Regions from separate parts of the Mus musculus genome. Here region 2 is linked to region 1. Evidence: chromatin contacts called from public HiChIP or PLAC-seq data. All regions are on one chromosome and are shown on one strand. The core of a region is the stretch at or near the end of the contact, and the rest is flanking DNA. Distances in the headings are between cores, read along the strand shown. Region 1 overlaps Galnt7 (polypeptide N-acetylgalactosaminyltransferase 7). Region 2 has its middle 34 kb from the start of Gm2921.

Region 1 (3,978 bases), core at 191-2,690:
CCACCATGTGGTTGCTGGGAATTGAACTCAGGATCTCTGGAAGAGCAGTCAGTGCTCTTAACCACTGAGCCATCTCTCCAGTCCTCATTAGGATATTCTTGGTGTGACATTTCCTGTGCACACCTTTAATCCCAGCACTTGGAAGACAGAGGCAGGCAGATTTCTGAGTTCGAGGCCAGCCTGGTCTACAGAGTGAGTTCCAGGATTGCCAGGGCTACACAGAGAAATCCTGTCTCAAAAAAACCAAAAAAAAAAAAAAAAAGGAAGGAAGGCAGGCAGGCAAACAGGCAGACAGGTAGGCAAGCAGGCAAGGAGCTTTCAGTCTTTGTGAGTCTTACTAGGCTTTGAGAACAGTGTCATTACTGCATGCCTGTATTGTACTTTTTTTTTTCTGAGACAAGGTGTCCAGCTGTGGATACCTAGATGTGGATGTCCTAAAACTCACTCTGTATACTAGGCTGTCCTTGAACTCAGAGATCCACCTGCCTTTGCCTGTGGAGTGGTGGGATTAAAGGCATGCGACACCACCATCTCCTGGCTGGATTGTACTTTTGAGTACAGAAAAATCGTCCCCCATGAATGCCCAGCAGATTCTGCATATGAATCGTAGCCGTGCTTGGCTAGAAAAGAGATAATACTGAGTTTTTGTTTGGTTTTTTTGGTGACTATAGCTGCTTCAGAACAATCTTAATATTGCATATTATTTTTATTTTGCCAAAGGAAACTCATGTGTACTTTTGGAAAAATGGGAAAACAACTAGTAGTTGAATTGATTTCTCTGGATCTTGCCCAGTGTCTAGCTTCTGGGTAAATAAGAGTGTTCGAAGATGAGAAGTGTGTTACCAAGGGTCAAGCTCTATACCAGGTATTGTAGAAGGCAGGAACCAGGATCAGGAAGAAGTGAGTGAAGCTGGTGTCTGTAAAGGTCACAAAGGTCATAGAACTGAACAACAGCAGACCGAGACAAGGCGAGAGCGCAGATCTCTTCTAACTTGGCTTATGCTGTTGCCTTTTCGGAATCACTAATTTTACTCTTTTCTGCTTTTTCCTTTTGAATTAAATAATTAATAAATAAAACCTGGAGGCAGTTTCACGACCTTCTTTATGTCCCCAAAAGAAAGACACACACACCCCTTTATATTTTGATAAGCTTTATACAGCTCAGTAGCTGGGCCCTGTCTAACCTCCATGCAGTTAATCTACCTCCTGCCAATAATCCTGAGTTATTACTTACTAAACCCTAATTCTACCTTGGCTGCCCTGGACCCAGAGGGCTGCCCTCTCCCGGCTCCTTCACATGGCTGCCATGCCTGTCTGCCCTGCACTCTTCTCAGGCAAGGTGTCTCTCTTCTCCTCCACGCTCCCCAGACAGGGCGGATCTCCTTCTTCCTTCCACTCCCTGTCCCAAGCTCCAGAAATTCCAAATCCCGCCTCTGTCTGTCCTTCCCAGCTATTGGCTGTTGGCATTTTTATTTACCAATCAGAACCAATTTGGGGCAGCTTCCCAGAAGCTACCTGCAGACCCTGCTGTAAGCAGTATTTGGGGGGAACGTAATTAGCATTATAATACAAGCAACTGCATTTTCCTTATCTAGTTAAGGTTCTGCTTCCATTAGAAAGCCTTACAGCTTTGCTCACAGATTTCTTAGCCCTTTATAGCGTTTGTTTGACCTGTTGAATGCTAGGTCTGCATTTCATCGACTACGTCCATGTGCTTGTCCAAGAGACTCTGCGGCAGCCCTATGAGGTGCTTTGCTTTCTCAACTAGATAGAAATATCTCCTGTCACTTTGTGGCAAGACAGTATTTTGGCTCATGGTTTTTAATTCGGTCGTGGTTTCAATTCCTTTCAGGCAGAGGGACTACAGAGAAAGACTAATCAGAATGAGGGCTGAGCAGCAGAAGTGGGTTCCCAGTGGCTTGCCTGGGTCAGCTACCCTCCTGAGGGTTTGGTGTCTCTAAAACAATGGCATCAATTTAAACAAATCAGGGGAAGGAAGGTGGTCAGGTTTGGAGCCTGTTGTGGCTATTTCTGACTTAAACCATAATGCTATCATTGCTAGAAGCTTTTTTTAGTCTATCTCCCTGCAAATCTATGCTTGCTTCATGTATGTAGGTGCATACACATTTATAATTATAGTCCCTTTATGAATTGATTATCACCATTCTTTGTCTCATCCTTCAGATTTTTTTGCTTAAATTTTTATCAGATTCAAGTATAAACACCCTTGCTGTCTTTTGGCTTCCATATGCACAGAATATCTTCTTCCAGCCCTTTGCTCTCTACGTGTTTGAGTTCTTAAAGCAAAGTGAACCTTCCACAGTCGCTCTCTAGTTTAATACTGTAGATTTCAGAATTCACTTTGGTATTTGAGAGCCAGGTCTCCACCTTCCCCTGTCATTGTTCTTCTGTCTCAAAATCTTCTCATTGATGTTGTGATTGCTCTCTTCCCTGCTGACGTTTGCTGGAGTATGCAGTCGCATGATGCTTCCCACCCCTCCTAATGCTGCGACCCTTTAATACGGTTCCTTGTGTTGTACTGACCCCCAACCATAACATTACTTTCATTGCTACTTCATTTCTGTAATCTTGCTACTGCTATCAATTACAATGAAAATGTCTGATTTGCAGGATCTCTGGTACGCAATCCCCCATGAAAATGCCCTTCAGTCCCCAAAGGGGTCTGGACCCACAGGTCGAGAACCACTACAGTAGACATTTGCCCAGGACTGTTGGTTACCGTTCAGAACGTTTCTCCGCCTAGCCACTAGGAACAGAGCCTTGTGTTATGCCAACTGCCACTAGCACCCAGCCTTTATTCTCACGTTTCCAGATCCAGATCTGAGCATAGCAATGCATGCTGATTCTGTGAACACCTATCTTCGCTGCCTGTTGCATGCAGTTACTTGGAGCCAACGGCTAGATTTCACTCTCACTATCAACTAGCATGCAAGGCACCTGCCAGTGCCTCCAAGTCACTCAAGTGGATCCCAGTATCTCAGGCAATCTGACCCGGCCTCCGTCACTCGGGCCCAGCCATGTGTAACAGGCCCGGACCATTTGTCACACCCCGTGTCCTGTCCCCTTTGCTATCCCGTTCCGTCCTTGGCTTTCTCTTATCAGCCCTGAAGGTTTCTGGCCTCTTGTGGCCTCTGGCACAGACTGGAGGTAGGGACCTAGCAATTGAAGGCATACTTATTTAATTATGCTTATGTAGAAACATTGAAGTTCTTTTATGACAGGTTCGAGCCAGAAGAATGAGTAGTTGTTTTCTAGCAGGACCCGTGCCAGGAAGCCCGCGCTCTGGATCCTCTGTGGGCACGCAGCCAGTGTTTGAGGTAGATAGAATTTCAGTGCTCAGCAGCTCACCTTAGCTAGCTGTTTCATAAACATACTTAGAGCTACGTGAAAAATGGTCACCATCTGTACTCTATGTAGTGGCAGCCAAGCAGAATGGAAATCTCATTCGCCTATTTATTTATTTATTTATTTATTCATTCTCATGTAAAGCCTGTATTAGTTTTCATCATTTTTGATTCTTCAACAGAAATGTTAAATAGTTCTGGTCATAAGTGTAATTTCAATTTTACTAGCATCCACACTGAGATTTTTTTTTAAGCCAGGTAAAACTGTGAGCATTTTGTTGCCCTCACTGTGTCCCACCATACATCACACAGTCAGCGATTCTCCGGTGGGTGATTTTACATCCTTTCCTGTTTGAAGTATGATGTGCAGTGACAGGGACAGCACATCTGGCACACCAGCCACAGGTGAGGTCATCTCACTGCCTGGGTGTATAGCATCTCTCCTACTGCTTCCTACTTTGAACCTCACCTCCCAAATTCACTTACGTACAACTCTCTGTTGGAGCAAGGGCATGTGCGTTTTGAGAAAAGGTACACTGATCATTCAGACAAGCATCTCTTCATTAAAAACTACATAGATTATTCATCTTCCTCATCTTTAATAAGATGCAAC
Region 2 (4,289 bases), core at 656-3,155, 150 kb before region 1:
AACTCTGCTGTGAATAAACAGATATCAAGGTATTTTTTTTTCATTGTTGGCTACTAATATCTCATTTTTAGCTTACAGGAGATTCCACGAGGCACCTGCAGGGCGCTAGCAATGGCTTATGTCATCAGTGGCACTGTTACCTGCTGCAGTTTCCTGAGGCAATGGCTTAAAAGAACTACCCCATCACTCCAGCTTGCTCTCTCCCTCCCCCCCCCTTCTCCCTCTCCTTTTTCTCCTGCTCCTCCTTCTCCCTCTTCCCCTCCCCCTTCCCTCTCCACCTTCCCCTCCCCCTCTTCTCACGTGTTCCTGATCAGCCTATCTCTCCCCTTTTCTGCCCTTCTTTGTCCTGTCCCTTCTCTGCCCTCCTGGCTGCACCCACCCACCTGTCTGTCTGTCTGTCTGTCTGTCTACTCATTTGCCTCTACCCCTTTTCCAGGCTCTCACTCTCCACCCCTCCCACAAATAAGCCTCCTCTATACCAAATCTGTTGCATGCCATAATTTCTCAGGGGCCCACTCACTACATTAGATTTCATAAACTTGTCCTGTCTGCAAAAATAAAATTTTAATTTTAAATTCTTTTTCTTTTTTGCATGTTTTCCCCTTTTTAGCTTATTTAAGTTTTGGTCACTAACACCACACAGAATAAGTTCTTCTCATTATCTTTTTTGAATATTTTTCTTTAATCAGGTTGTATGAGGCAGACACATGATAAAGAAAGTCTGTTTTACTTTTTTGCTGTTTAAATTTCTACCACCCAAAAAAGCCGATGTGGAAGTTATAAAGTGCTTCTGTATCGGTAATCCAAGCCATATATATTTAGATTTTATGGAGGAAAAAATGCTGGGCTAGGACAATGACTTCACTACTCCTAAAATGTTTGCCAAACATGAGTGTCTGAGTTTGATCCCCAGAACTTACATAAAATGCCGTTTGTGTGGCTTGCTTCTCAGACCAGTGTTCAGAAGAGAGGCAGACAGATCCCTGGGGCCTGGCTCGCCACCCCAGCCTAACGCAGGGACTCCAGGCTGGTAAGAGACCGATGGGGCTGAAAAGATGGCTCAGAGGTTAAGAGCACTTGTTATTCCCAAAGAGGACTTGAGTTTCATTTCCTTGACCTACACTGGACGGCCCACAAGGTTACTTACTACAGCTCTAAGGGAGCCTCAACCCTCCTCTAGTCTCCAAAGGCACCTGGACGAGTGCACACCCCCACGATCAGATATAAACAATAAAACATAACTTTAGAAAAAAAGAAATCTTTTTAAAAAGAACAAGAGATAAGATTAACCTCGGCCTCCACATGCATTTGCCCATTCACATGAGCATACACACACAGATACACACACACACACACACACACACACACACACACACACACACTGCAGATCCAAGAGCTCCCTTTAAAATCAAAAGGTTAAGCAGAGCATCTGGAAATCAAAAGGATAGAGTTCTGTGACTAGAATTCTCAACACCCGGAAGAAGCAAAGACTGAAACTCCTAGCTAACATGCACCAGCCGAATAAAATAGGGATTAAAGGAGGTGGGAAAGTATTCCGGGCTGAGGGTAAGAGAGACGGAAAGAAAAAAGGAAAGAAACAGCCAAGCTCCAATTTCCCTAAAAAACAATTTTTTAATGTCCCTGAGGAAGCAGCAGGGAACCGCCTGAGTGACTGAGATGTCAAAGAGATAACCTCACCAAAGAAATGCTGCGCTAGGAGGAAGGAGACACTCTCATTAATGTCTACCCGCCAGCAAATGGTGAGGGTCGGGAGCGGGCGTTCTCCAAACTCGTATTCAGTCAAAGAGGGGATTTTTTTTAAAGAAGGGGAAGCTCAAAGGAGTAGTGAGTGATGAGACGCAGTCACTGAAGTGCTTAAAATAAAACCATCTCGGCAGTGATTCATCTGGATAACAAACGCCTCTGGTTGAGAAAAGAACTAAGGTGAGGTCCTTTGGCTGGGTGTGACAGACAGGGAGAGCTAATGACCTTGATTCTCCCTGCCCCGGGCATCAGACCTCTGCCAGAAACCTGCCCCTGGAGTCCCGGGTTTAAACCCTCAGGGAAGAAAGCTAGCAGGAGCTGAAGCTTCTGGAGACTGAGGGGTCTCTAGCGCTGTGCTGTTTGCACCCCCTACACCAGAGCTGAACCACTGACCAAGATGGAAGGCTTTGGCAAAATCACACTGCTCCATTTGTTTGTTTGTTTTCTAAAGTATCCTTTCTTTTAAACATTTATTTATTTATTTATTTATTTATTTATTTATTTATTTATTTCTCAAACGCTACTCCCTCCCAGTTCCCCCTTCCCGTTCCTCTCCCAGTCCTCCCCCAATCCTTTATTCCTTTCAACCCTGAATCACTCTCCAAGAAGAAAATGGAAACTGGGGAAGGGAATAACATTTGAAGTGTAAATAAATAAAATATCTAATTAAAAAAAAAGGAAAACATCAGCCAGGCGTCATTCCTCTGGAGACGTGAAGATGCTCTGTCAGCCACATTGTGAGTCCTCTGGCGCTCCTCAAAACCATCTTTGTCTGTCTCTTCCCCTATGCATGGTGAACACCCTCTCTAAATCCAACTCAGTATGTGTGTTCTGGGTATTAAAAAGAAATGAGGTATAATATATGCCTGGTTGGTCATGAAAGCAGCTGCTGCTGCCTTTCATTCCTGTTTGACATTGGGCCAATACCCATTCCTCTAAAGGTTCCTCTCAGGGCTGTGGCATTGGTGAAGTATGATAATAAACATGAAATTGCTTTGTAACTTGCAAATGAAGATATAAAGGAAAGCAGTCAATATTTACCAGAACTCTATCGCACCACTGAAAACTTAGTGAAGTGATTCTCAGACTAGTCTACTGTGTCAGCCTTACACAGTTTGGGAAAATGGAAAGGTGTTCCTTATCAGGAACACCGGAAGGACTTAACAGCAAGAGAGCTAATGACTGTGTTTCTGCACTCCTTAAACATTAGTCAGCTAACAAGGAGGGAAAACCGATGAAAATCAAGACAGGAAACCCGAACACACAGTCATCCTTAAAGACTCTGGACAAAAGATGTGTAGACAAAATGCACTGTTAAAGCAGAACACATGCGGTCAACATTTGATGGTTCACGGAAGTGTACCTGGGATGGAATTCTTAGATTCTTATTGGGAAGGTCTTTAAAATCAAGAACATGGCTTGTGGCTTACTGGGCACTTTCCTCTAAGCTTGATCATCTGAGTTCAACACCTGGAATCTTGTGCTGGCTATGGCTAGCTTTATACCAATTTGGCATAAGCTAGAGTCCCTTTAGAAGAGGAAAACCTCAACTGAGAAATGTGCCCACCAGATTAGCCTGACGAAAGCCTGTGGTGTGCTTTCTTGGTTGGTGATTGATATGGGAGGGCCCACATCACTGTGGTGCCATCCCAGGGGCTTGGTGGCTCTGGGTGCTACAAGAAAGCAGGCTGAGAAAGCCACAAGGAACACAAGCCAGTAAGCAGCATTTGGCCAAGCCTTCTGCATCAGCTCCTGCCCTGCATGATGGACTACGAGGTGTAAAACAAGATAATTCCTTTCCTCCCCAAATTGACTTTGGTCATAGTGTTTCATTACAGCAACTGAAGAGAAACCAAGACAAACCAATATGGTAGAAAGAGAGAGCTAAGCTCTGAAAAGTGTCTTCTGACTCTCTCTCTCTCTCTCTCTCTCTCTCTCTCTCTCTCTCTCACACACACACACACACACACACACACACACTCTCTCTCTCTCTCTCTTACACAAACACTTGTGATATCGTTTCAAAAGAATTGGATCCTTTTTGCTGATTCTACATTTGCTCGTGAAGTTTTGTCTAAAATAGAGTTGCTATGCACTATCATAATTAGGTTATAATAGCTAAGCTACTCGCTGCTTGAAAATGTCTCTTTGTTCGTCATATCAGGTCTATCAATATTATCCACAGTTAAACTTAGAATATATATTTTAGAATTCCAGACTTGGAATGTGGCTCAACTGGAAGCAAGCCTTCCTTGGATGCTTAGGGCTTTGTGTTTGGGTCCTCAGAACTGTATTGAGGAGGTAGGGGTAGGAGGGTTGGAAGCTCAAGGTCATTTCACCTAACATAGGGAATTCCAGGCTAGCCTGTGCTACTTAAAACTCAACACAAAATAACTGATTTTATTTTAAAAGGTAGTTTAAAAATGCAATAACCTTCTTCTCTTTATATATTAAATTATATAACCTAATAAAAATGTACAAAAAAGGAAGTTGAGTTTATTAAACGATTGAATCTTGATATACTT

The links. HiChIP or PLAC-seq counts read pairs in DNA pulled down with a chosen protein or histone mark.
Region 2: an H3K27ac HiChIP or PLAC-seq map of embryonic stem cells shows a contact between it and region 1, with 3 times the contacts expected there. The contact joins two enhancer-like sites. A contact is called at or near these places in 1 of 484 Hi-C or Micro-C datasets (nephron progenitors), 7 of 115 datasets of contacts at active chromatin or transcription factors (embryonic basal ganglia, embryonic stem cells, intestinal crypt epithelium and 1 more) and 1 of 9 other capture datasets (embryonic stem cells).

What each region holds. Positions count from the first base shown.
Region 1 is chr8:57,614,578-57,618,555 of GRCm38.p6, reverse strand. All of the region lies in intron 1 of Galnt7 (polypeptide N-acetylgalactosaminyltransferase 7), which reads left to right. Among named protein-coding and RNA genes, the nearest start is that of AW046200, 35 kb to the left of the region's middle. Within about 2 kb of position 1,440, at least 10 of the 459 cell types and tissues checked have an H3K27ac peak or open chromatin away from gene starts, as enhancers often do. A contact at or near this core is called in embryonic stem cells, where this site is marked.
Region 2 is chr8:57,763,742-57,768,030 of GRCm38.p6, reverse strand. No RefSeq gene overlaps it. Among named protein-coding and RNA genes, the nearest start is that of Gm2921, 34 kb to the left of the region's middle. Within about 2 kb of position 1,905, at least 15 of the 459 cell types and tissues checked have an H3K27ac peak or open chromatin away from gene starts, as enhancers often do. A contact at or near this core is called in embryonic stem cells, where this site is marked.